Linked DNA regions of Xenopus laevis: region 2 is linked to region 1. The links are chromatin contacts, called in public Hi-C maps. All regions are on one chromosome and are shown on one strand. Each heading gives the region's core, a stretch centred on a gene start, on an enhancer-like site or on the middle of the called end of the contact. The rest is flanking DNA. Distances are from core to core; before and after follow the strand shown. Region 1 holds the start of morf4l1.L (mortality factor 4-like protein 1). Region 2 overlaps adamts7.L (A disintegrin and metalloproteinase with thrombospondin motifs 7).

What was found. Hi-C and Micro-C count contacts between places; a contact is called where the count stands out from the background.
Region 2: a Hi-C map of the XL177 cell line shows a contact between it and region 1, with 4 times the contacts expected there. The contact joins the enhancer-like site here to the promoter of morf4l1.L in region 1. A contact is called at or near these places in 3 of 4 Hi-C or Micro-C datasets (the XL177 cell line, the XTC cell line and animal cap).

Annotation. Positions count from the first base shown.
Region 1 is chr3L:124,780,631-124,786,987 of Xenopus_laevis_v10.1, reverse strand. It overlaps morf4l1.L (mortality factor 4-like protein 1), which reads left to right and starts at 4,444. Exons shown (of 12, transcript XM_041586922.1): 1 at 4,444-4,587. The coding sequence starts at 4,548. trnak-cuu (a tRNA gene) reads left to right here and starts at 4,013; the gene lies at 4,013-4,085.
Region 2 is chr3L:124,840,137-124,846,588 of Xenopus_laevis_v10.1, reverse strand. adamts7.L (A disintegrin and metalloproteinase with thrombospondin motifs 7) reads right to left here. Exons shown (of 22, transcript XM_041586924.1): 22 at 1-2,968. The coding sequence ends at 2,805. Among protein-coding and RNA genes, the nearest start is that of ciao2a.L, 24 kb to the left of the region's middle. Within about 2 kb of position 4,433, at least 1 of the 7 cell types and tissues checked has an H3K27ac peak or open chromatin away from gene starts, as enhancers often do.

The DNA.
Region 1 (6,357 bases), core at 3,195-5,694:
GACAGTCAGAGCTGGCATTTGGTATATGTGCCTTGGTAAGGAAAATTGTTATGCACTAACTCACTCTGCTCCGTTTAGAAACAGATTACATTTCCCACTACTAAGTATTTATTTCCCTTCAAAGTTATTAAAGGCTCATTTAACCTTAAAGGGATACTGTCATGGGAAAAAAAAATTTTTTCAAAATGAATCAGTTAATAGTGCTGCTCCAGCAGAATTCTGCTCTGAAATCCATTTCTCAAAAGAGCAAACAGATTTTTTTATATTCAATTTTGAAATCTGACATGGGGCTAGACATTTTGTCAATTTCCCAGCTGCCCCAAGTCATGTGACTTGTGCTCTGATAAATTTCAATCACTCTTTACTGCTGTACTGCAAGTTGGAGTGATATCTCCCCCCCCTCCCTTTTCCCCCCCAGCAGCCAAACAAAAGAACAATGGGAAGGTAACCAGATAACAGCTCCCTAACACAAGATAACAGCTGCCTGGTAGATCTAAGAACAACAATCAATAGTAAAAACCCATGTCCCACTGAGACACATTCAGTTACATTGAGAAGGAAAAACAGCAGCCTGCCAGAAAGTATTTCTCTCCTGAAGTGCAGGCACAAGTCACATGACATGGGGCAGCTGGGTAATTGACAAAATGTCTAGCCCCATGTCAGATTTCAAAATTGAATATATAAAAATCTGTTTGCTCTTTTGAGAAATGGATTTCAGTGCAGAATTCTGCTGGAGCAGCACTATTAACTGATCCATTTTGAAATTTTTTTTTTTCCCATGACAGTATCCCTTTAATGTTCCCTGTTGGATCAAGTTGACAAAGGGGCCTGTCCCCGAAAACGTTGCACAACTGCATAATAAAATTGCAAGGGCTTGCCCTGCTACCGCAACTCCTGTGTGCCAGTGAAATTCTTCTTACCCTTGTTGTGAGGTGGCCGATTCCTCTATCGCTGGGCACCAGGATAAGAATCTTTGGGTTTGTGTGGTGTGCGGCTTCTCCAAAGATCTTCTGGATCGAGTTTAGTACAGGTGAATGTTTGCTGGTTCTGTGGAACCTCTTGTAAAGGCTATACATATTTAAGGGGTTGCTTCAGCTAATGTTAAGCCTGGAGTTTACCTATTATTGTCCACCTTTATGCTGACAACATCCCAGTGATAGGGTGCTGCTGGTCCTCCTGCCACCTTTACCAGCTAATGTTATGCCTTAGTTTACGTATTACTGGCCACCTTTTCACTGACAATAATCATCAGGGGTGCTTCTGGACCTCCTTCCTCTAATTTTTTCCCCAAATAGGCACCTGAGGGCCACCCCCTTAAACTGCCATCCTAGGCACAAGTCCTTGAGTGCGCATATGGTAAATACAGCCTGGAAGATAACATTTCTGGCAATGCCTTGCACTGATTGTCGTTACAGCCCCTTTAACATCCTTTCCCATGGGTTTTCTAATTAAATGTGTCCACCCTGTGTGTCTAGCAACTACTTAATCTCTAGGTGACATCAACCTAATCTCTATGTATTAGTAGTGACATCTAGTGGTAAAAACTTGATGGTCTAGTGTATAATTGTGCAAAATATGTTTCCTAAATAATGGTAATATATGACATCAAATGATGGAGTTTAAAGGGGTTGTTCACCTTCCAAACAATAGAAAAATAGAAAGTTATTGAAAAAAAGTCTATTTCTGGTGAACTATCTGAAAACAACTGAACTGAGAAAAATGTTGGAAGAGGAACACCCCCCCTTTAATCCCTTCCATTCAAGTGGTGGGCTATTCCATCTATGCCATACTTTGCCATGTAAGCAAACACATATATAGATCCATAAATGTAGATTCTATGGCTCCAGTTCTATGATTTGTCTTTGCAGCTGTGGTATATTTTCATAGTCTTTGGCACTAAAAGGGTTGGTCCGCTATAGATATATGAAAACATTATGATAATGTTATCAATGCATTGGGCAATAACAGATACTTACATATATTTTGTTTGCAGGAACAGGCACAGCTCTCAGAAGCTAGCCATACAGAGAAGTGTTAGACTGGGTCCCCTCGGCCCCACCAGAGCAACCCACTCTCACGTCAACTGGGGACAGTGCTAAATAATTCAAAGAGTATACAGGTTTAGGGTGGAAATAAGAAAGGTCTAAATTGAATGTTTTTAGACTGGGGCCCACAAGGACTGGGGCACAAGAAGAGATCCTCTGATAATTTGGCAGACCAGTCTGACCCTGTACACAGGCTGATAATGCCACTCCTGACCAAATCAGCAGCTTATTGGTCCATCCATAGGGTCAGAATGGCTGCCTCCCCAGACTTGGCCAGATATCAGTCGGGCTGTCTGAAAAATGCTGTTGGGCAAGACCACATCTGACAATTTCCACAAGAGATTGCTGTATTCCTCAAAAACCACAAGGTTTTGAGGGGAATAAAACAGATAAAATATATATAGTACAGTATTTCAAAATAAATTATGATATTTTTAGTGAACTTGCTATGTTCGAATATAACCGCATGTGAATAAAAAATCATGCACCACCATCAGGAGTTAATATTTAACCAGTGTAAAAGTTTTTAACTTAAGTGGTGCTAGAGGTATTTTCAGCTATAGTCCTTATTTATATATGCAAGTTTTGACACCTGTGATGTTTAGAGCTATAGTTGCACAGAAGCCCACACTCAGATCCTAGTGTGTCTGGCAGGTGTTTATACTTACAAGAAGTAAGTTGATAATGGCGTATGTAATTTGAGCGTCTTAGTCCGCTTTCATTCTTCTTAAAACTTTAGTGGGTAAAAAAACATGTGTGGAAGCATTATAAAAATGTTAATAAATAATTCAAAATTGCACTCACAAGCATTCCTTCAATAAAATCGCTTTAAAATGTGGCATTCCGATCTATTGTTCTGAGTCCTTTGCGTAACTGAACCGTCCGATGCTTTCACCTTAGTCCAGTGTAGTTTCCTCGGGTCACCAGGCTGCCGCTTCCACACGCTTGTCCTATTGATGCACCACATCTGGTCATGGATGCGTTTTCTATTCATAAGTCTGTACAAGCCAAGCCCCATGTGATGTGATTGCTGGCCCAGGGACCAAGGGATTGGTATAAACTGATTTGGCCCATCACCTGATTAGCACAATGGTGTATGGCCAACTCTACTTGTGGAGGTTGCGGAGGTTGTGCAGTTACAAACTCAACTATAGTATAGACTGGATAATTAGCAGCCACTGTAGAGAAGTAATTCACTGTCACAAATTGATATTGAAGTATAAGTAGATATATAGTCAAAAGTGAGAAGACAAGATAATAAGTACTAAAGCGATAAGGCACAAACAAGGTTCCGCAGAACTATATCAGTTTTTATTGATTTTTATAGAATTTTATACAGAACACTAAATGGTTTTATATAACGAATAAATGGTGTTTTTACTGTTAAGTGAAATAGGGCCCGGCCTTATCCTTTCTGTATATAACGCACATGCACTTCTGATTGTGTAAGCCTATGATTAAGGGATCCATTCGCGAAACGCGTAAGGCGATTGTTATCCATTGATATTACTAAACCCTGTCACTGCTGCTGGCACCCAGGAGGTATAAAATGCCATGTAGGACATTGACTGGTTAGTAGTTTCAGTATATGCTTATGAAATTTGTCTAATTTGTAAATTGTAAAGAATGTACTGTGGGGCCCATGAGCTGGACACATCACTATAGTTATAGAGTGAAAGCCCATAAACAGACCCTGTGGTGATGGTGCCCAGTGTGCTTATATCAGCCCTGCAGTAGAGCACAGTAATTATTAGTGTCAATTAGGGAATGGAAATCTGTCGATTATGACAAATGCCACTAGTTATTGAGATGGTGAGAGGTTGTTTGGGCTTCCACGTACTTGAATTTTGAATCCCAGTTGGAATAGACGTATTATGAGGGGAAAGAGTCGATCGAAATAAGAACTAACAATATTTGGCTCCAAAAGTAATTCTAAGTAACCAACGTGCAAACAATTTCTCAACAGCGCCCGGCTAGCTCAGTCGGTAGAGCATGAGACTCTTAATCTCAGGGTCGTGGGTTCGAGCCCCACGTTGGGCGCATTGTTTTCCTTTTCGGAATGGTGACATAAATATTTCCAAACGATTAGTATATTTATTTCCAAACGCTGTTAATACTTGGACCTATTACGGCAGTGTATGAAACGAAACACTTTGGGATGTAACTTAGCACTCGTTCTACGGTAACGAGAACATATCGCATTTATATACAGCTTTGTCCTGACGCATGCAGCGTCTATCTGCCTAGACTTATTCTGCGACAGTTATGAATATATTCGCAACAGTTATATTGGGAAGACAAGGGAGCGCGTTTTGTTGGTCAGACTATCACCGAACTACATTTCCCGGTCTGCCATAGGCTGCTTAGTAGCTAGTGCGCGTGCGCTGTGGCTCCCTTCATTTGCGATATCCTTGCGCGCATGCGTGAGGCGCGCGGTGACGTGCGGGTCCGCGCGGTGAGTAGATGCGGCGGATCCGTTCCCGGGAGCCGCGGAGTTTATAAATGGCGCCGAAGCAGGACCCAAGGCCTAAGTTCCAAGAGGGTAAGCATAAGCCATGGTACGTGGCCTGCGCCATTAGTCTAACGTCTTTATTCATCCTCCCTTTGCCATAAATGAACGCCGCAGTGAAGAAGGCTGCGCCCGAGCAATGCAGTTAATGGGCGTATTGACAGGCGCAAAGATATCCCATGTGCGGCTCTGTGATTTGTTCAGCTGCAACTTCCAATGAAGGCTCTTGCGGACGGCTGAGAGTTGCAGTCCAACAAATCCGCAGAGCGAACGCCGCTCGCCTTTAATTGTACTAAAGTGGGTTAATGTGAATGGTAGTGGTCAGTCCTCCGAGCTGGGCGCCGCTGTATGGGGGAAGCTGGGAAATGTAGTTCGGTGGGGGAAGTGGAAGCGTAGGGTCGCTGTTCCGTGTACACTCTCGCCTTTTCCTTGTGGGGGAGGGGGCGTGGCATTGTCTGCAGGCGCAGCAAGCGGGAAATCTTTGTTGTGCTCTCGGCCTCAGTGCGGCAGTAGCTCAGATGGGCCCTCGCAGGTTGGTTACCCCGTTTTTCTAGCGGCTCAGATGCTTCTTTACCCCTTTTCTGTCGAGAGAGAGAGTGTGACAGGAGCATGTGCCCTTGGGGATGCGTTGCTGTATAGGAAGTGCTGCCAGGATCATTGGCTTGGCACATAAAACAGCTGCAGAAATAGTCTTTACTTTGACCTCTTTCTGATGAGGATTGTGTTGTTTATATTAACCTTATTCAGAGCTGTGTCCATTGCAGGAATGGCAAATAATGGCCTTCAAGCTCATCTCTACAAGACCAGGACCCAAACTAGATTCTTGCTGATGCCTCCATAGCTCCTAATGGGCAAGGGCAGGGCCATGGACTTACAGTGGGTTTTTTCCTCTACTTCCGTATGACGTTACTGTCACATAACGAAGCACAGGCTTAAATGTTCCTCTGAATGTGAGGGACCTGGTTTCTGTAACTCCAGAATGGTCCTCTAAGGGCAGGGACTTACGCGGAGATTCGGGGAGAATAGTGGCTTCTTCTTCGGGCGACTTATCTCCCTGCAATGCCTTCCCGCCAGCTAGAATGTAAGTAGCCGGCGGGATGGCACTCAGAGCACTTTGTTTTCAGAAGTTGTCTGAAGTTTCCTCGTGAGATGACTTTGAAAAACGAAGCGTTCCCAGTGCCACCCAATTGGCGATTTAGATTCTAGCTGGCGGGAAGGCTTTACGGGGAGATTACTCGCCCGGGGAAGTCGCGATAAGTCGCCAGGCGGCTAAATCTCCCTGAATCTTCGCATCTGTCTCAGGCCCTCTTTTCTAGTTGTCCCTTTGCCCTGTGTCTGCCATACAGCATCTGTTTTCTCATTTCTTATCATGAATCTCTCTACCTAGATCTTTTACTTTGGATTTCAGGACTGTTAGCCAAAGCTGTCATTAAAAGGCAAGTCAACCCCAAAGAAAATATTTGCCTTATAAAAGAACACCTTCATTACAAATTATCTATGGTTTTTAAGTTATGCTGTTAAAAGCAGCGTTTGTTTGTCCCTTTCTATTCTCTGACCTGGTGGCTCAGACTGTTGATACAATGTAAACAAGGCAGCTGATTAACAGACATGACTGTGCTGGGGAACAAAAGCTGCCAATATCGGTCCTTTAGGGTAAAGCCACACTGGGCGTTTAATTTTTCCACCGACCCGTTGGAGCCCATTGCTCCTCGTTGCAACCCTAGGGCCGAACGTTCGGATTACCCCGATATATCCCTGCCGTTGGTGGGAATATTTGGGAAAGATCCACTTGTTTGACGATGT
Region 2 (6,452 bases), core at 3,184-5,683, 60 kb before region 1:
AATTTTTCAAAATTAAAGCACCTACCATTTCCCATCTCTAATCTACTCAACACAAACATTCATTCAAACACACATAAAAACCATTTATTGTTAAGCATGGTTCCCTTTAAAACACCTTTTTGCTCAACCCTCACACTGGTCCCTTTCTAATCTTCAAGCAGAGCTTTATCACTGTAGTGACATTTTCCAGATACCCAGAAACAAAAACTACCCAGAGTTGAAAGTATACTGCAACAAGGCTTATACCTGAGCTATTAGGTCTCTTGTGTCTGTTGTAGTAAAATATATTTTCTTTCTTCTTTTTTTTTAGAAAAATGCATGTGTGAATATGAATCACTAACAGCTGGGGTGAAGAGGGAACAGTAGGCAAGCACTACCTACCAACCTGTATGATACTCAACTGAGTATGTGCTCTGCTCCATGCTTACCCTTACCTATATACTTAGAGCAGGCATGTCCAAAGTCCGGACTGTGGGCCAATTGCGGCCCATTTTCAAATTTACACTGGCCCGCAGCCATTAATAAGGAATCACCCACTCGTGGGTAGGCCTGGATTTGGGGAGAGGCCCCCTAGGCCCTGGCCTAGGGCAGCCTTACAGTACAAGCCAAAACATACCACTTGTTTAACTCTGACTGTTTAAAACTGTGGCCTTGGCACCCAACTAGCCACCCAGACCCAGGATCTGGTACTTTTTTTGCTCCCGAAAATGATAGTAGAGAGCAGTGCCTTTTATTTTCTCCCCGCAGCAGCTGCACGCAGTGACGTAATCGCACATTAGAGTGACATCATATCACTGGATTAGGCGCTAGTTCTCACCGGAGGCTGCCACGGAGACAAATCTGGCCCTCGTTGCAAAAAGTTTGGACACCACTGGTTTTAGAGAATTAATAAAACAGAAATATTCCAGTTTAATACAGTATGAATATAGCAGGAAAGATGCTGTCTCTACTCACGTTGCTGGTGACCTATTTAATTATGGGAGAAACTGTGAAACTGGTATGGGTAACTGGCCGGTTCCATTTATCTGCAACCAGTTATTTTATTCTCAGAGATTAATGGCTTTCAGGATAAAATGCTACCTTTTTGCAGACAGGTGATCCATATATACATGTGACTTATATACAGTTAATACTCATCTTTTTTTTTATTGCAGCCATGAGCTGCTCAGCACCATCATGAATATATAGTTGTTATAGAAAATATGATATTTATGGGCTCATACATTACACCGTACTCCATATGAGGTCCCAGTCCTCATCCTGGATTACATTTATCTGCACTGTCATTTCCTCTGGGCTCAGCCATACTGGACGATGGAATACAAATGTGGTGATTATACTTTATAAACAAATTCCTTGTAACTTGCAGATATCCCTGATATTGATCAGTGCTTAATTCTGAAAATATGATATATATAATGAAATAGGCAGAAAAAAAGACAATGGGGCAGATTTACTAAAGGGCGAAGTGGCCGTCACTAGTGAAAATTGGGCAGAAATCTCATCTGCAGTGACATTGACGATTTACTAAATGGCGTAGACGACAATTCGCTAGCGAAAAAGACCGTCATTACTGCAGTTTCACGCCCTATCGCCAGGTGCATTTTCGTTCAGGTGTCCGATCTTTACTCTGCAAATTCACAAAAGTGCGAATTTTACGGAATGTTACCTCTTTCGCTAGAGTTGCCTTCGCCACCTTAGACCAGGCGAACTGATAAGACAAAGCTTCATCCTCCTCAATCTTATGTCAGTGACATCATATCCTGTATGCTGAGAAATCATAAAAGTTGTAAATAAACGCTGGTGTTTTTCAATAAACGCGGGATTACCTTCAAAAGTCCTAACTATTAAAGATTTTTGTGTTAACATTTCTTTACCAACCATTTGAGGGGCATGCCACATTTGTTTTAGGGTGGGCTCATGTCTAGGGCATTAGAGGATCTCTTTTGTCTTTATTTTGCTTCCTTGGACATTTGTAATAAGTGGCCACTTCAAGCATTTGCCTCAACATCTCTAATAATATATATGACCTATATGTACTTTTCAAATTGACCTAAGTGTAAGAGTGCTAACAAAGGTTAGCTTGGCAGAACTGAACAATAGCGAAAGATCGCTATGAAATGGTCGCGCTGATGAATTAACACTAGCGAAACTTCGCCAGCGTTTTGCTGCTGAGACGCAACTTCGCGTTTTAGTGAATTAGCGTACTGCTAACAAGTTAGCACCTGGCGAACTGAAGCAAAGTGTGGCGGATCATTCACTGGCGACTAGTAGCCCTTTAGTGAATTTGCCCCTATGTCTTGCTCACGGCTTGAGAAGTGAGCCTTCAGAATGGCAGCAGAATGATAATGCAGTTAGTATACCATAACAGAATAATGAAGTTGATCTCTAAAGCACCAGATAGCCCAGTGTAATATTGAGCATGAAACGGCCTCACTGGCCAGCCAGTGACAAATCAACTGAGGTCACAAGCCAACATAGCACCACATGTTAAAGCTAAACAATGCAATTTTGGACAGGTCTCCTAGCGATGGGGCAGAATGCATAGTTTACCCTTTCCCCACTAATACATTCATCTTGTCTGTCCTCTTTGAGAAGTCCTGGCTAATTGATGAACCTATAGCACAGTCTCATGTAGGGTTCAAGAAATAGGAGCAGGAGCAGCCACAGCAAGGAGACACAGGACAAGACGCTTGGACTTCTTTTTCCAGTAGTGGTGAGGATACCCTAATAGCATTAGCACATGTCCAGAGGCCTTCTTCCAAGTGACTTTGTCCCTGAGACACTGGACAGGGTTGTCATTCTCACCTGCGTGATAGACGTTGGTTATTAAGCTCACGAGAGCCCAGAATGTAAGACTGGCATGTGTGACAACACTGAGCCTGGACACTGAGCAAGGAGCACCGACCCAGTATCTTTAGGGTCCTACAGAAGCTGAATGTAAGTCGATCCCGAGTGCAGGAGACATCTGCAAACAAGACAAAAACAATTAGTCAAAGCTTTTTGAAGCTACAGGAAGTAGGTTATTTTGAGTAGTAGGAAATGCTGAGTTTTTAATAATTCTTCCCAAGCAGAATCTTCTACATGGTACGTGTTCTGTAAATTGGCTTATGCTGCTTATCAGCTTTAGGCATCCAAAAAAGCAAAGGCACATTACAGTGCCATTTGTGCTATTCCACCAGCATATACAGTACAGGTATGGGACTTGTTATCCAGAATGCTTGGATATGGGATATTTCTGGAATTTGGATCTTCATACCTTAAGTCTACTAGAAAATCATGTAAGCATTAAATAAACCCAATAGGCTGGCTTTGCTTCCAATAAGAATTAATTTTATCTTAGTTTGGATCAAGTTTAAGGTACTCTTTTATTATTACAGAGAAAAAGGAAATCATTTTTAAAAATCTAGATTATTTGATTATAATGGAGTCTATGGGAGACCTGTTTCTGTAATTCGGATCCCATACCATATATTTAAATTATTAAATTCTTCCAAAATATAATCTGGGCTCATCTCTAATCTGTAACCATGCAATTGTTTTATTCTGCAACCCTTGTTTGGTTTGTAGGGTAAGACTGTAAATTGCTGGCACCATATAAATCTTGAAGATGATTTTGAAGACGGTACGTTGGCGGTGGAATAGCTGTTCCATTATTTCAACTGTTTTGATTATTACATGGGCACAATAAATAGTATACCTTTAGCTTCTCCATAGGTATCCATTGCATAGCTAGTCTGTACCAATTTATACCCTCAAAGTCACCGGATTGTGTAGGGGAATTTGGATTTGGCTCTAATTGTCATGGTTCCAACTCTTCTGTGGTTGCATCTTCTGGGCATTTTATTATGCTACAACGTTTTGTCACCATATCTGATTGTACTCTGTACATGCATTGCATATTGAGGGACAGTCACCAAAGCAAGTACACTACAGACAAATTCATTGAGAAGTTTAGATAACGTGATTTGGCTGTCAGTAGGATAAAGTATAAAGACAGCAAGAAGGCCATATAATGGACATCTAAAACACCTATCAAATGCTACTGTATATGTCCTTTGCATGTCTATCTATGTTTTTTCCTAGTTGGAATAAACATAGAAACTCCATTACACCCCACAGATTCTTATCTTTTCTTGGAAAGAGCTGAGCTGCAGTTGGTGTGAATAGTAAGACAAAATTTGTATCAGGGCTGTTTAGAGGGGTGGATTAATGCACAGGCTCCCCGAGGCTATAGCCTAGGGGCCCAGTGTGATCAGGGGCCCATCTAGCTTTTTTCCAATTATTTTATTTAAATATGTATTTGCACTGCTGGGTCCAGTTGGGTGCACATGCTTGCAGTAGAAGGCAGGCGAGGCATGTGCCTAAAGGTTGGCTGATCCAATGATGTCACTGGGACTTGCTGAACTTAACCTGGTGTAGAGAGCTTGGGTACTCGTCTGCGCTTATCCAGACCCAGCAGTAGCTTAGAAAGGGGGGCCTGTGCATGTAGCCTAGGGGCCCCACATCTCCACTGGCTGTCCAATGTGGAGCAGCTGTTGTTGTACTACATCCCACAAAAACTCCAAGAGCTGAAGGATGTAGGTTCCTTCCTAAAATGTGGGCCCCAACATATGGTATTTTGCTTGGATCTTTCTATGACTAGGGACAGCTCAGGCTTTGATATGACTTTGATTTGAAGTGAATAGATTTAAGCTGGAAAAGTCATACAGTCCCTGATAAGTAACAGTTTCTGGAGAGCACGTTGTGTTTAATATAAAGAACATGCAGGAATCTGGAGGTTTTTGTGTCTGAAATCTGTTAAAGAAACCGGATAGCTTTCCTGTGCCTGGAGCCTGGGATGGAATTTTATATGGAAAGCGACTTCAAAGGCTTTGCTTTGCTTCAGGCGTTTTCCTCCCAGTAGATTTCTATATGCATCAGGTCAGTGGGGCAGATTTTCTAACAAAATCATTCCGTTTCTGACTTCCAGCAACTGCAGCATCGCCACAACTTATATTAAAGGGATACAGTGATTTTAACGCACTAGCTCTAAGTATAAATTCGTAATTTGGCACATCATTTTTTCCAGGGTTTGGCCAGTCTCACCCATCATCAGCTTCTGAAATAGAAATGTTATGTTCCCATTTGCAGTTTCCTTGTATTTATGCATGGTTTGTGTATAGCAGCCTGGCTCTCATTCTGGGATTGTACTAGTGATTCTCTTTGCTTACTAACTATCCTCAGACCTATGAGTTTCATCAAATAAAGAAATATAGAATGAGGAGTGCTAGAATAGCAGCGGGGGCTGTTTCAGTGGATGTGTGCTGGTTTGGATGTTCCAACAGGTTATTCCATAGCATTACATAAAGGAATTAGACCTGCTTAGCACATTATCTGAGTGACAGTTATAAATGTAACTCAACTAGACTAAAGTTTAGCAGGATCAGTATTGGGCTCAGCCCCTATACACTATTTAATCTGTGACTTTGACATTGGTTTGGAAATAAATTGCAGCAGAAATATTGGCACATCTCATGCTTAGCACAGTTGAAAGGAGGCAATTTGTAAATTAAAAGGAATGCATTTAAACAAACCAGAGCTGTAAATTATTTAGGGGTAATAGTAATAATAGCTTTGGTAAGAGCCTGCAATCCCAGACAGCTGCAGCCTAAATAAACACGTTGTACATTGTAAAAGCAAGTTTAAGGAAGTATATACAATTATGCCTATTGGTATGGACATGTCATTATAGTGGGGTACATATTTGGGTACAAAATACACTTAAATAAGGTCTGAGACATAGTAAATGTAGTTTAGCTGTACTCTGTAGTTTTATCGGTTTTACTAAGCTTTTATGTAAAGGTGACATGAACCACCCATAAAGCTATACCACTGTGCTCCCTGGTTCTCTGGCTTAGATGACAAAAACAACATTTACAGATGGAAGAAAATGTACTTAGGACAATACCGCTGCCTGGAACATTCATCGCAGATGTAATAGCATTGTCCAGTAAAAAGGATCCTTGTGGCAATTTGGCTTCATAATATAACCACATTAGAAGGCAGGACATATTGCTTTTTAGTTCTTTTGTGATAGAAAAACTGTGTCTAAAGCTAATGCAACACAGGGCTGAAAATCTGCTTGCTAAACATGCACAACGAGAATCAGCCCCTACTTTGGAATTAGCCTTGTGTTCTGCCCACACCAGGAAAAACTGTGTCAGTCTGGGTGCCAATATCGTAACTATCGGTGCCGGGTGCAGGCAGAGCAGCTGGGCCCCCTAGGGTTGCCCCCTGTCCGGTTTTGACCTGGACAGCCCAATTTTTTGAAGGGCTGTCCGCGTCAAAACTGTCTGCCCAGTTTTCCAAATTAGGAAAACCGGGCAGGATTCCCTATGATTGACACGGCAATCAGCCAATTGCCACGTCATAGCCCTGCCCCTGATGTCATGCCCCACCCCCTGCATGTC